2 separate regions of the Sus scrofa genome follow, and region 2 is linked to region 1. Evidence: chromatin contacts called from public HiChIP or PLAC-seq data. All regions are on one chromosome and are shown on one strand. Each heading gives the region's core, a stretch centred on a gene start, on an enhancer-like site or on the middle of the called end of the contact. The rest is flanking DNA. Distances are from core to core; before and after follow the strand shown. Region 1 overlaps CDADC1 (cytidine and dCMP deaminase domain-containing protein 1). Region 2 has its middle 34 kb from the start of ITM2B.

Region 1 (7,655 bases), core at 2,448-4,947:
TTTCATTTCTCTGATGATTAGTGATGTAGAGCATCTTTTCGGGTACCTGTGGCCCTTGTGTATATCTTCTTTGGAATATGTCCATTCAGATCTTCTGCCCATTTTTTAATTGTATTTGTTGGGTTTTTGCTATTGATCTGTGTGAGTTCTTTATGTATTTTATTTTATTTTAAAAAATTTTTGTTTTTTATTTCTTGGCTTTTTAGGGCCACACCTGCAGCATATGGAGGTTCCTAGGCAAGGGGTCAAATCAGAGCTGGAGCCACTGGCCTATGCCAAGCTGTAGTAGCACCAGATCCAAGCCGCATCTGTGACCTACACCACAGCTCATGGCAACACCAGATCCTTAACCCACTAAGCCAGGCTAGGGATCGAACCTGTGTCCTCCTGGATGCTAGTCAAATTAGTTTCCACTGAGCCTCAGTGGGAACTCCTATACATTTTAGATATTAGTCTTTTGTCAGATAGGTGATTTGCATATATTTTCTACCATTCAATAGATTGCCTTTTTTCATTTTCTTATAGTTTCTTTTGCTGTGCAAAAGCTTTTTCATTTGTTATATTCTCACTTGTTTATAAACTTTTGCTTTTGTGGCTTTTACTTTTGGTGTCAGATTAAAAAAATTGCCAAAACCTATGTCAAGGAACTTACCATCTGTTTTCTTCTGGGAGTTTTATGGTTTTTATTATCATTTTACTGTCATCTTAATGATTATATAACAGTGCATTGTATCAATGTAACACGTCCCCTTATTATTGTACATTTAGATGGTCTATAATATTTTTACCAGCCTTAGGGTATTATTAACTACAACTGCTTCTGACTATGACTGCTGTTTAGGGTTTTCTGTGTTAAATATTTACACTATATGGGTGTGCCTTGAAGATTGTTCAGGAAGGTATATACTGAGTATACGGAGTAAGAATTTTTAATAATCCAGCCTAAAACTAGATAAATGAGTGGGAGAGAAACTAATTATTAATGAGACTTCCAAGGGAAAAAACCTGCAATTAAAAGTTTTAGAAGTTGAGTACTATTGAACGTGGCTGTCATTTAAAAATAATTATCTCTCCTGTTGGCTCATAGTTTTACATTTTAGTTAAGTAAGACTTATTCAAGTTGCCCGAATATTACGTTAGTAAGATTATAATAACTGCATTGTTCCCTCATATTTCTCTATACATCATATACTCCCAGCTCTTCCCATTGTGTCTTTTGGTACCTTGTTTTTATGCTAAAAGACCTCACATGCTTTTCTAGAGCAGAATTCCTATAGCATAATGGCGAGGACAGTGGATTTGGGGCTCAGATCCATGCTTACCCCCTTATGAGCTATGTGACCATGGTTGAGCTATTTAATCTCTCTCCACAATTTCTTCATTTGGAAAAAGGGAATAACCATAGCTACTTCATAAAGGTGTGAGTATTAAATGAGCTAATTTAGGGCCTAATACGTGGTAAACACTCGGTAAAAGTGAGGTGTTACTGCTGTCACACGGGCATTCATCATCATCATCACCACTGTTACCACGGCACCCCTCACTTCACTGCCAGCATCGTTGCTTCCTCCCCTTCCTCTTCTGCCTGAACATTCCCAGAACATGGCTTTTCTTGTAAACGTCTCAAAAGTTACCCCTTTTCTAGTGTCCAGCACTTGTTTCAGAAGACTAAGAGGTCAACCTTCACCGAGTTTGCCATTCCTACTTTGAAACTTTCTCCAGTAAGGAGTTCCTGTTGTGACGCAGCAGAAACGAATCCGACTAGGTTGATTCATGAGGTTGCGGGTTCGATCCCTGGCCTCGCTCAGTGGGTTAAGGATCCAGCGTTGCCGTGGGCTGTAGTGTAGGTCGCGGACACGGTTCCGATCTGGCGTTGCTGTGGCTCTGGTGTAGGCCAGAGGCAACAGCTCCAATTAGACCCCTAGCCTGGGAACCTCCACATGCCATGGGTGTGGCCTTTTCCAAAAGAGAAGGAAAAGAGACTTTCTCCAATGTATTACATATCCCGCCTGTGGTGAGGCTCACAGAATCCTGATGTTTCACCCTGTCATCTACTTACCTTATAGTCACGTTACTGTGTTCATAAATCTTACACTCTGTAATACTTACATCCTAAGCAACGATGTTTATGGCTGGAGCATAGCAAGGGTTCAATAATTATTTATTGAATTAATAAATGAAGAATAAATCTGCTGTGAACATTGTGTTTAAAAGCTGGTTGAATGGATGGATGGATGAATGAATTTATCCTTTGTCTCAAAACTTTCTACTTCAAGTTTTACCCTGCCCCCCTTCTTTGGCTGCCCTGTGGCATATGGAGTTCCAGGCCAGAGATCAGACCCACGCTGCAGTTGTGGCCTACACTGCAGCTGCAGCAACACCAGATCCTTAACCCACTGTGCCAGGCCAGGAATTGAACCTGTGTCCCAGTGCTCCAGAAAGGACACAGTTTAAAAAAAAGTTTTACTTTTAGAGTAGACTTACGGACATTCCTGTGTTAGCGTTGACAAAGTTCATGGCTTCAAATGACACAGATTTATATTCTTAGAGTTCTGTAGGTCACAGATCCAAAATAGATCTCACAAGGCTAAAGTCAAAGTGTTGGCAGGACTGCATTCCTTCTAGGGAACAATCAGTTTCCTTAGCTTTTCCAGCTTCTAGAGGCTGCCTACATTCCTTGGCTCCCATCTTCAGTGCCAGCAATGGTGGAATAAGTCTTTGTCATGTTGCATCACTCTGACCCTCACTCTCCTGCCTCCCTCTTTTACTTATAAGGACCCTTGTGATTTACTTTGGGCCCACCCAGATCATCCAGGTCAAGCTATTCATCTCAAGATGATGAGCAGCCTTAATTCCATATGCAGCCCTGCAAGTAATAGCCACAGGCTCCAGGGGGTCTTTGGGCAGCCGTTATTCTGCCTACCACAATCCATATCTCATACCCTTGCTACAGATTTCCTTACCTTCCCAATACCAGATAATTTACCTCTGCTCCCCTTTCGTTCTTCTTACCCATAGCCACACTCAGATTTTTCCATTGCTCAAAACGGCCCCATCTCTGAAAACTTAAACTACAGAATTTTATTTTTAGTTCTGTGTTTTGGAAAAGTATGTTGGGGCCAGGTTAAGTAGTCTGAACTTGAACCTGAACAAAGCAGGAAGTCATTGCAGAGTTTCATCAAGAAAAAAAAATGAATGGCTACAGCCAAAAAAACCTTTAAATATAGGAAATATTGAATTAATCATATGTCTTGCTAATCTTTTTTTTTTCCTTAATCTTTTTATTAGGAAAAAGAGGAGGGAAAGCATGGACCCTTAGGAGATAATGAAGAGATGGCCAGAGTATCTACTGATAAAAAACAGGTAAATTTTTATGATTTTTTAAAAAGACATAAGTGCTCGTAATAACACAGCAAAAGGAATGGTATAAAGTACAATAAAAGTCCCTTTTATGCTCAAGTTCTCTGTTCCTACTTCCAAGAGAGTTTTTGTATATTCTTCTAAAAATTATGCATTTCCAAGACTGTACATGTCTCTCCAAAGGTGGGTCTGGAGGAGAGAATAGAGTATTAAGTATTGTACAATACATTCCTACAACTTGCTCTTTTTAAAAAAAATTTCAAATCTCACACTTGTCACCTTCCCCTCTAAGTTCATATAGATGTTGAGAAACACTCTTGCATGTTCTCTCAGACTCCAGCACATCCTGCTGGTCTTGCCAAGAATGCAAGGCCCTAAGTGTTCTTTGCCTAGGCCATTTCTCAGAATTGTGTTTGCCGCAAGCAACCTTGAGGGTTGAGGTACTATCTTCCCCTGAAACGGAGAACGGATTTGCTGACCCTTTGAGATAAAACACAGCCGAATTCCTCTCCTATAACACAACCCACTTCACATCCAGGAATCCGTATGAGCCCATCTGCACGACCCCTGTGGGGCTTGTAGGCGGGGAGCCGTCCCACACAGGACGCTCACATGGCTTGCTGTGCTGCGAACCACAGACCCAGGAGGTTCCTGTCTTCTGCTAGCATCCAAGAAACAATAGCAGGCTAACTACTGGCTTGGAAGTAGAGTAGATCAAAGCCCAGACCTGACAAGATGAACCTTGTTCTTTTTCATATTGCATAGTGTATCCTTGCTATTTTAATCCTTTGAGTTTTCCAGAGAGATTCTGATTCATTGGGTATGAAGTGGAGCCAAAACATGTATATTTTGATGATTCTGGTGTACATTCCTGGAGATTTTCTGATTGTTTCTGAGAACGAGTCTCTAAAATGCCCAGCAAGAATATAGAAATAATTTATTTTAAAATATTTAGATGTTTTTAATTACTAAGAAAGGCAAAAGGGAAAAAGTAGTGACTCGCCAGTTAAGTAAACGTGCTAGTGTTCACATGCCAAACACACTGTCCTCTTTTGCCTGTGTTTTCATGTAAAACTGTGACTAGGAGTACATAGCCGACTTGCCAAGATATGAGTAAAATGAAGCAAAGTCAGGATCTAGAACAGTGCTTCTCTGCAAATATTCCGTCTTCTGGGAGTTGTAGTAAGTGGAAGTACTGAAATGGAACGCAACTTAGACTTTTATTGGTTTGGTTTTATTTTAGGTTTGGGATGAATAAACCCTGGTCTCAAACTGGATATTTTGGACTTAGCCAGAAACAAAATGGGAAAAAAAAAACAAAAAAAACATGTTTTCTGAAATGAAAAGGGCTCTAGACAAAGAAAGTGATAAATTTAGCCTAAAAGATTGTTCAGTTAAAAAAATGAATTGATAGTATGCCTCCCATTCTTTAGAAATTACTTTTTAAAAAGTCTTTTGTAGCCAGGGTTTCTAGCTTTATTTCTGTCTACTTAACTACTTAGAAAATCTAAGGCTAAAATCATTTAATTGCAGCCATTTCTATTGGCCACAATTGATTCAGCTTAATAATATAAGCTCAAGTCTGCTGATTTTTTTTTTTTTTTTTTTTTGGACACCCCCATGGCATATGGAAGTTCCCAGACTAGAGGCTGAATTGGAACTACAGCTGCTGGCCTACACCACAGCCACAGCAGCTTGGATCTGAGCCTCGTCAGTGACCTGCACCACAGCTCCAGCAATGCTGGATCCCTGACCCACTGAGCGAGGCCAGGGATCCAACCCGAATCCTCATGGATATTAGTCAGATTTGTTTCCGCTGAGCCACTACAGGAACTCCCTGCTGAGATTTTTTTTTTTTTCTTTGGCTAGGCCCATGGCATGTGAAAGTTCCTGGGCCTGGGACTGAACTCAAGCCACAGCAGTGATAATGCCAAAACCTTAAGCACTAGGCCACCAGGAAACTCATGAGATCTTTTGATAAGACTGCATCATTGATAGTTTTTTTTTTTTTATTTATTGAAACTTGCTGGAGTTATTTAGAAGTAGATACTAACATACACTTTGTGTTTAAGGAACGTTAAAAATCTTAAGAAACTTTGGGGTGGGAGGTAAAAGTGTTCAAGGTAAATTTAAAGCTTATTTACGTTAAATTAATTTGATTATGTATTTATTATGTTTTGGCCACACCCCCAGCATATAGAGTTCTGGGCCAGGGACTGTATCGAAGCCGCAGCTCCGATGCGGGATGACCTCTGCTGTAGTTCTCTGCCTTGTACTGCTTCTGGGTCTTTCAGAAAATCATGCAAACTCTCTGGGGTTCGCTTACCCATGTGTAAAAATCACAGGGTTTTTCCTTTTATTTAGAAGCTTAATATTAAATAGTCTGAGACTTGGAGTTCCCATCGTGGCGCAGTGGTTAGCGAATCCGACTAGGAACCATGAGGTTGCGGGTTCGATCCCTGCCCTTGCTCAGTGGGTTAACGATCCGGCGTTGCCGTGAGCTGTGGTGTAGGTTGCAGACACGGCTCAGATCCAGCGTTGCTGTGGCCCTGGTGTAGGCCAGCGGCTTCAGCTCCGATTAGACCCCTGGCCTGGGAATCTCCATATGCCGCGGGAGCGGCCCAAGAAATGGCAAATAGACAAAAACAAAAAAATAAAATAAAATAAAATAAATAGTCTGAGACTTAATGCTAGAAGAAACAAGTCAAATTGACTTGGTTATTGCTCTTTACTAGGTTAAAATATATTATTTTTTACTGGGATAAATGTATGATAATTGAATGTTTAATTGTTTGGTTTAGAAAGCCTAGATTTTGAAAATTTCTGGTATAACATCAACAGTAAACTTTAAGAAAAATTTTGAACATTTTGAGAAATGTGTTTTGATCATTTTAGTAATAAGTATAATCCATGATATGCTCATTAAATGTTAAAACTAATCACATAAATTATAAATTATTATTTTGTATCTTAACGTAGGTGAAGAGAACTGGTCTCGTGGTCGTGAAAAACATGAAAATTGTTGGTCTCCACTGTTCTAGTGAAGATTTACATGCTGGGAAAATTGCTCTGATAAAACATGGGTCAAGGCTGAAAAACTGTGATCTTTATTTTTCCAGAAAACCATGTTCTGCTTGTTTGAAAATGATTGTAAATGGTAAGTGCAAACAAGGCCTTTGTTGGGGATTAATAGCATTTATCTTAGAACAAAGTAAGTGGGAACAAATTGCCTAAACTCCACTGAGATAATTTAGAAATGTAAATATATATCTGAAGACAGTTTGATATCCATAAGAAGGAAAGTCAGAAAATAGGGATTTTGGTCTCAGCTCTGTCACTAACTAGCTAGGTGACCATTCTTGAATTGGTAGACTAACACTAGCTGCTGTAGCAGAAAACACCGAAATTTCGGTGGCTTAAACTAGATGCTCATCACCCGTGTAATAGTCCAGTGCAGGTGTTGGTGAACAGCAGACAGCTCTTCTCCATGTGGTTGATTCATGGGCCTAGGCATTGTCTGTCTTATTGCTACTGTCATCTCTTCGAGCCTTGAGTCTTCTGCATCTAGAGATAGAAAGAGTAGAGAAGCATACCTGCTTCCTAAAAATCCTGGCCTGAAAGTCAAGCTATCATTTGTGTTCGTATCCACCGTGGAAACTGTATTTCCTGGCGGGGCAGCTATCTCCCAGTGACTTCTCTCCCCTTTGGAAGGAGGAGCACAAATTATTAATGTGCAGATCTCCATCCCTGCCACACCAGACCACTCACTAAACCTCTGTGCTTATGATTCTACTTTGTACACAGGTAAGCATTCAGACCATTCTCCGATTTAAAAAATACCGTATCTTTTCGGAACTTCCTGGTGATGCACTGCATTGAAGACCCAGCATTGTCACTGCTCTGGGGTCACTGCTGTGGTGTGAGTTTGATCCCTGACCCAGGAACTTCCACATGTGATGGACACAGCCAAAAAAACCAAAAAAAAAACCATATATATATATGATCTTTTTTACTTAGGCACTTATGAATTATATATTTGGTCTTTATTCCATTCTGAGCACAAAGCAACTAAAATCCTTTTAATTTCCTGAATGATCAGCATGATAAAGGTGTCTTTTGTTATTCATATCAAGTCCATTTCAACCACTACTGAGTTTATATCAATGAGGTAACTTTTGGGAATCCCAGAATGGTCTGGTTGCCAAGGAAACCACCCAGGTGATTAGAAGTGCCACGAATAAACTTTCAACTTTATCCCCCTAGACCTCTGAGGAGGAGGCCAAACCCAATTTAGT
Region 2 (7,655 bases), core at 2,222-4,721, 910 kb before region 1:
CTTATTATGCAAATTAAAATTCTCCTCTCACTATTCTTTGATTAATATTTGGTTTGCTCATGTTGAGAAACTAAACTATTAAAGTCACTACAAACTTGAATAATTAAATCCCCTTAAACATTTTAAACTGCATTTATAAATTTAATAGAGTCAATTTTTATTTTAAACACTTCACATGCCTGCAGAGCATATTTATAACCTTCTGAGTGGCTTCCCCAAGTACTTAAATAACCCTTATTAATCAAATGCATTAAATACATAAATACAGCAAATTAAATTCTCTTAGGCATTCCAGTTACTTGAAAAAAGGTGGAAATACTAAAAGAAATGCAGACATTGGAAAGAGAAGGAAGACTGTTAGAGGCATGCTGATATGAGGCCTAAAAGATGCGCCATAAAAAATTGCTACTAAGGTTTGGGTTTTTTTCTTTTGCTTTTTTTAGGGCTGCACTCGTGGCACATGCAGGTTCCCAGCTAGGGTCCAATCAGAACTGCAGCGGCCAGCCCACATCACAGCCACAGCAACACAGGATCTGAGCCGCATCTGCGACCTACACACAGCAACTGCAATGCCAGATCCTTAACCCATTGAGCGAGGCTAGGGATGGAACCCACAACCTCCTGGTTCCTAGTCAGAATCGTCGGATTCATCTCCGCTGCACCACAACGGGAAACTCCCTTTTTTATTTTTATTTTTTTTCTTTTTTTAGGGGCTACTAAGGTTTAGAAGGAGGTTCTCTGAAATCAGAATCACAGAAGTCCTTCAACATACACGTGCCAAACCCCAGCACAGACCTACTCAATCTCATATACTGTGAATATTTCGAAAAGGCTCCCTGATGCTGCCCAAGTCACCCTAAACATCTCACTCCCTACCCAACCCATAATCCCACATGCCCTCAGCCTGCTTGTAAATCGCTGGTTGGAGTGCAAGGAAAAGCTTCTTCAAGAAATAAGATTTGATATGATCACTTAGTGTCTCCTTTGTACACAACTCCTGTGGAGCAAATGTTCAGAGACTAGACCACCAAGGCTTGGGAGAACACCCATAGTTAGGGGACAGAAAGAAGAGATGCCTAAAAAAGCAATCATGGAATTTTACACCTAACTATATCTTGGACAGAGTAACAAAGTCACGAAATTTACCTTTTGCACTTAGCACACATGAGAAACCAAGGTCTGCGGTTCTATTCTCCCCTCCCCCAAGTGTGTATGTGTGTGTGTATAACTATATACAGATAGATAACTAAAGTCTTTTTTTTTTTTTTTTTTTTGTCTTTTGTCTTTTTGTCTGTTGTTGTTGTTGCTATTTCTTGGGCCGCTCCCGCGGCATATGGAGGTGCCCAGGCTAGGGGTCCAATCGGAGCTGTAGCCACTGGCCTACGCCAGAGCCACAGCAACGCGGGATCCGAGCCGCATCTGCAACCTACACCACAGCTCACGGCAACGCCGGATCGTTAACCCACTGAGCAAGGGCAGGGACCAAACCCGCAACCTCATGGTTCCTAGTCGGATTCGTTAACCACTGCGCCACGACAGGAACTCCAACTAAAGTCTTAGAATAGAAATCAGATGCTAAAAATCTATATTTGAATTCTGACAAGAATGCAGCAAGGGTTTAACCAAAAGCCTGATATAGATATAGATATAGATATAGATATAGATATAGATTCTCCCCCTCCCCCAAATACATTATATAGAGTTTCACTGTAGGGTTCAGGTAGAGTTGTTTTCAAAGGGGTCTCTGGCCTAAATGAGAAAGATTTCAATGAGTCTTTTCTCATTCGCTTCCTTCCTTCCCTTTCTTTCTTTTACAGAACTGTTGCAAGCCCAGCACTGAGTGAAGCACGGTGGAGGTTACGGCAGAATTCGGGGGCCATGACTTTCCCCCAGATCGTACAGTTTAGCTGGGGAAATGAGACCAACCCAAATATAACAATAAGAACAATATAAGGCCACATACAATCAAATTCTAGGTAGAGCATAACAAGAAATTGAGTAGGAGATGGAAAAGGCAGGTTTCTGGAGATTGGAAGGTTGGAAAAGGCAGGGTGGGCCCTACAGAGATTCAAAGACATCAGCTGACTCTCACAGACCCAGTAGGATGGTTGCGTAGCCTAACCCAGGTGCAGAAGCCTCTGGGTACTTTGAAAGGAAAGGCCCATAAGAGAAATACTGAAAATTCTGAGTAAGCTGGCCACATATTCCACAGAAATATCAGGACACATGGTTGGACACATGGCCTAACAACAGGAAAGAATATTTTTAATTGGGGCTGTACCAGAAAATCTAAAACATATGGTTACTCTACTTACTGGCCAAGAAAACCCTAATACAAAAGAAGGACCAAGCTGTCTAACCCTAGGTAGACGAGACACAGGCACACGGTCAAAGATGCTGCTAGACCATTTTTCCAGTCATCAGAGTTAATGCTCTTTGTTAAGATTTCTGCTAATCGTTTTGGAGAAAAGGTCAATGCCTGGACAATAAAAGACATTGGGAGAATTTACATCCAGATTTCTGAAATTACATTCTTCAATATTCTCTCAATAACCTCAAATAATCTTTGTAGGAACAGGGTATAAATAATGAACACAAAAATGTTTCTTCCACTTGGAGTTATAAAATAAAATTCAATTCAAAATTCAAAGTCTCCTTTCCTATAAGAAAAAAAAAAAAAAAAAGAACATCGATACCATGAGAGTTCCAGGCATGTTATCAGAGCCTTCACTCACATTGGAAAATATATTTTAAATTACTAGGATTGGTATGTGTAATTTTGCCTTTTGCTTCCCTGATGTCTCACTGTTTTAATAGCTTTCTGTCTAAAATAAGATACACGCCAGAAGCTTCCTTATCCAGTTTTATGATTTAAAAATCTTAGCAATTATGGGGAAAAAAAACTGTTTTCAAGGCTTTAACTCAAGTCTTGGCAGGTTAAAATACCTTCCATTTCAACTTTCAGTGCAGCCCAGGGCTCAGAGATGATTCGCCAACACATTCTCAATATTGTCAAGGAAATGCACATTTTTCTCCTTTTACGGACAGTGAATACATTGACCAAGATGATGTGGTAATCATTGCTGAAGCACAACAGCAAAACAACTAACTTCCATTGCTTCTAAAAAAATTTTTAAACGCATCTTGAAATATACGTGTTTCTGATAAAAGCAAGATTTCTTATTTGTAGATTTTTTGGTCATTTTTCATTAAAGTATAGTTGGTTTACAATGTCGTGTTAATTTCTGCTATACAGCAATGTGATTCAGTTATACATATAACATACACATTCTTTTGAAGAAGACATATTTTAAATGAGATTTCCTGAAAACTAGACTTGTCTGTTTTGTTTTTTCAATTTTCCACTGTTATTTCAGGCCTCAAAAAAAGACGTACAGTTAAAGACAGAGCTTGACTTTCATTAGCTAGAGTTGCTACAAAAGAGGAAATACCTAAACACACACAATAGAAAGGGAATATTTTGCAACCATGAAAATAAAAAACTGTATTCAGCCTTAAAAAGGAATGAAATTCTGACACAAAAGGACAAATACTGAATGAATCCTTTTAATATAATGAGAGACCTAGGGTAGTCAAATTCATAGAGACAGCAAGTGGAATGGTGGTTGCCAGGGGCTGGGGTGAGAAGAGAATGAGGAGCTATTGTTTAATAGATGCAAAGTTTCAGTTTTGAAAGATGAAAAGAATTCTGGAGATGGATGGTGTTGAGGGTTGCACAACAATATGAATGTATTTAATGCCACTGATCTGTACACTTTAACATGGTTAAAATGATACATTTTATGCTACGCATATTTTCCCAATTTTTAAAATAAAAAATTATTAATAAATTTGTAGATATTCCTATCACCACTTATCTACCCAGATAAAAACTCTCTCTCCCAATCCCCAAACCTGACAGTGAAGCATTCATGGTTTTTGGAGAATTTAGCTAGAGCCTAAGTATTCAGTAGATAATAAAGATAAATGATACGAATAAAAGTTCTTTATTACATGTGAAAGTGGGATAAAGAATACGGTGGGGATGACAGAGAGGAAGGGCTCACTTCTACCCAGAGCGGAGCGCTTTGCCTATTTTTTTCCTTTGTATATACACTGAGAAATATTTCAACTCTTTAATTTCACTGGGTAGGAGGTGTAAATAGATGAGGTAACAGAGAAAAGTAAAACAAGTTTTCAGAAGATACTCAACAGGGAGTTCCATTGTGGCGAAGCAGAAGCGAATCTGACTAGGCTCCACGAGGATGCAGGTTCAATTCCTGGCCTTGCTCAATGGGTTGGGCCTCTGGCGTTGCCATGAACTGTGGTGTAGGTCGCAGATGTGGCTTGAATCCCACGTGGTTGTGGCTGTGGTGTAGGCCGGCAGCTGTAGCTCTGATTGGACCCCTGCCTGGGAACTTCCACTGTGCCGCAGGTATAGCCCTAAAAAGAAAAAAAAAAAAAAAAAAAAAAAGATTCTTTGATTCTTTACAATATAAAATCCAAGAGGACAGAAAACCCTCTAGATGGGATACATGAATTAGAAAAACATCAGATAGAAATTCTAGTTACAAAGTAGAGAAGAGTAACTGGGATTAGGAGGAAAAAGTAATAAAATGACCAAAGTAAGCAATAAGTGTTATTTAGTGCATATAGCAGGATAAACTACAAAAGAATTCAAGGGCGTGTGCTTCGTTGTGAAGGACTCTACAATCTAACATGGGGCGAAAGGTACAAATATGAAACAAACACATTTTTCAAGCAATAATACATAAGGGCAAAATGAGATAAGATAAAAAGTATGTGAGTGTTAATGAGAGATTAGGCAGAGGAATTAAAACAACATGATCCCAGAGGTTGGGGTCCAATTTGGAAATAAAGGAGGGGTGATGTCGGTAAAGAGGAACTAGGACCTTGCAAACTGGAGCCCCAGAGACGGGAACAAACAAAGTCCCATGAGTCTGCACAAGAAATGGAAGACACAGCATGAGAGTGTCTGTCCCATAAGTGACTACTCACAGCGGACTTGGAGGAATTCAGGGGAATAAGAGGTACTTACAAGTTCACGAAAAGGCACCTAAAAATATACTTCCAAGAGTTCCCATTGTGGCTCAGGGGTTAAGGACCCAATGTTGTCTCTGTGAAGATGTGGGTTCATCCTTGGCCTCGCTCAGTGGGTGAAGGATCTGACATTGCCACAAGCGGAAGGCCACAGCTTCAGCCCTGGAACTTCCATATGCTGCAGGTGCAGTGGTTAAAAAAATACACTTCCAAAGCTGCGCGAATTTTAATGTTGCCGGTCACAGAAAGGGGATTCACAGAGGTTGTGTGAATCCGGCTAGCCAAAGGTTGACTTCAGGTAAGTCAAGTATTTAATCTTATTAAAATGCAATCAACAGAAGGGCTCAAAGTTGTCATAGAGCACTCGCTTTTGAGTCTGAGTTGGATCTTGGGAAAACAAACTTAGAGCTAAGTCTGGATTCAGCGTAAGAAAGAGAGCCCAGGAGTTCCTGTCGTGGCACAGCAGAAACGAATCCGACTAGGAACCATGAGGTTGCGGGTTCGATCCCTGGTCTTGCTCAGTGGGTTGGGGATCCAGCGTTGCCGTGAGCTGTGGTGTAGGTTGAAGACGTGGCTCGGATCCCGCGTTGCTGTGGCTGTGGCCTAGGCCAGCGGCTACAGCTCCGACTGGACCCCTAGCCTGGAAACCTCCATATGCTGCGGGAGTGGCACTAGAAGAGGCAGGAAAAAAAAAAAAAAAAAGAAAGAAAGAAAAAGAGCCCATCAGCTGGAAGGTCTTCTCTGCAAAGTCTAATAACAGCACCTCTTGCAGATTGCATGTCACCGTGCACCTGACACTACAAGGGCTCACTCATTTCATCTTCCAGATCCTCCTGGGGATGGAAAGTGGTGCCACTGCCCCTGGAGTCCAGGCCCTTAACCACCAGGCCGTGATAACCTCTTACTGCTTTTCACAAGATTATGTGAAATTCTGTCAGTTCTTGGAATGGAAGGGCCATGAATTCTATATATGAGTGAAATCTACAAACACTTTCCAACCATGATCTATCCAGCCACAAGAATCCGTTTCATTTTTTAATGAACTTAAAATGAATTTAATAAACTTACTTTTAGCCGACCAACAAACTATGAAGGATTTGAGACCAAAAGAAATACGGGTTCAGGAGTTCCCATTGTGCCTCGGTGGTAACGAATTCAACTTGTGTCCATGAGGACTTGGGTTCGATCCCTAGCCTTGCTCAGTGGGTCAGGGATCCGGCGTTGCTGTGAGCTGAGGTGTAGGTCATCGACATAGCTTGGATCCCACATCGCTGTGGCTGTGGCTGTGGCTGTGGCTGTGGTGTAGGCCAGAAGCTCAGTTCTGATCTGACCCCCTGACCTCTAGCCTGAGAACTTCCATATGTCATGGGTACAGCCCTAAAGGACAAAAAAAATAAAAAAAATAAATAAAGAAATACAGGTTCATGGGAAGTGGATTATGAATTAGGTTAACTCTACGTATGATACCATTAAAAAAGTATTCTTCTGAACTTTGAAAATGAGTCACAGAAAAGTTATTAGAGAACGAGTTTATTCCCCAGGCCTCTGTTTGTTTATAGCTCTAGAGAGTTAGAACCAGCCAAGACCATCTTGGGAATCATAACATATGCTCATCTGGGAACTCAGCAGGTATCAATTCACAACACAATCTGGTCCCTGAAACATAATGAATGACTTTGTAATATCAGGCCTTAAAGAATAAATATTCATTTTCTGGCACTCCAAAGAGAAGGTAAATTTTTATTTTATTTTATTTTTGTCTTTTGTCTTTTTAGGGCCACACCCACAGCATATGGAGGTTTCCAGGCTAGGGGCCTACACCACAGCCACAGCAACGCCAGATCCCCAACCCAATGAGTGAGGCCAGGGATGGAACCCACATCCTCATGGATACCAGTCGGGTTTGTTAACCACTGAGCCATGACAGGAACTCCAGAGAAGGTTAATTTTTAAATGTCAGTTGCATTTCACCGTAACTAGATGGAGGTTTGTTTCATTCCTGTCGACCTGTTAAATAAAGAAGCTCCAAAACATACAAACCCACTGAAAAAGAAGACTCAGAGCAGCCAGTGCTGTAATACAGCAAGCACAACGCTTTCCCTATACGTGACCAGTGGGGCTTGGAAGGTGATGACAGTGTCCAGTCTTTGGTCTTAGCTTTTCCAATTCTTCTTCCTGATGCAATTTCTTGTTGTTTTGTTTTGTTTTTTTTGTCTTTGGGGGGCCACACCCACGGCATTTGGAGGTTCCCAAGCTATGGGTCTAATCAGAGCTGTAGCTGCCAGCCTATACCACAGCCATAGCAATGCCGGATCCAAGCCGCATCTGCAACCTACACCACAGCTCATGGCAACGCCGGGTCCTTAACCCACTGAGCGAGAACAGGGACTGAACTTGCGACCTCATGGTTCTTAGTTGGATTCGTTTCCACTGTGCCATGATGAGACCTCCCAATTTCTTGTTTTTAATTGCCATATGTTATGGGTTGCGTTGTTTCTCCCCCAAATTCTTATGCTGAAGTTCTAACACCAGTACAGGTGACCCCTCAGAAGATGACTGTATTTGGAGCTAGGGTCTTGAAAGAGGTAATTCCT

Evidence for each region. HiChIP or PLAC-seq counts read pairs in DNA pulled down with a chosen protein or histone mark.
Region 2: an H3K27ac HiChIP or PLAC-seq map of alveolar macrophages shows a contact between it and region 1. The contact joins two enhancer-like sites. A contact is called at or near these places in 2 of 2 datasets of contacts at active chromatin or transcription factors (alveolar macrophages and skeletal muscle).

Annotation. Positions count from the first base shown.
Region 1 is chr11:18,501,418-18,509,072 of Sscrofa11.1, reverse strand. CDADC1 (cytidine and dCMP deaminase domain-containing protein 1) reads left to right here. Exons shown (of 10, transcript XM_003357836.4): 3 at 3,289-3,363; 4 at 6,340-6,517. Among named protein-coding and RNA genes, the nearest start is that of CDADC1, 13 kb to the left of the region's middle. Within about 2 kb of position 3,697, at least 3 of the 83 cell types and tissues checked have an H3K27ac peak or open chromatin away from gene starts, as enhancers often do. A contact at or near this core is called in alveolar macrophages, where this site is marked.
Region 2 is chr11:19,407,722-19,415,376 of Sscrofa11.1, reverse strand. No RefSeq gene overlaps it. Among named protein-coding and RNA genes, the nearest start is that of ITM2B, 34 kb to the right of the region's middle. Within about 2 kb of position 3,471, at least 1 of the 83 cell types and tissues checked has an H3K27ac peak or open chromatin away from gene starts, as enhancers often do. A contact at or near this core is called in alveolar macrophages, where this site is marked.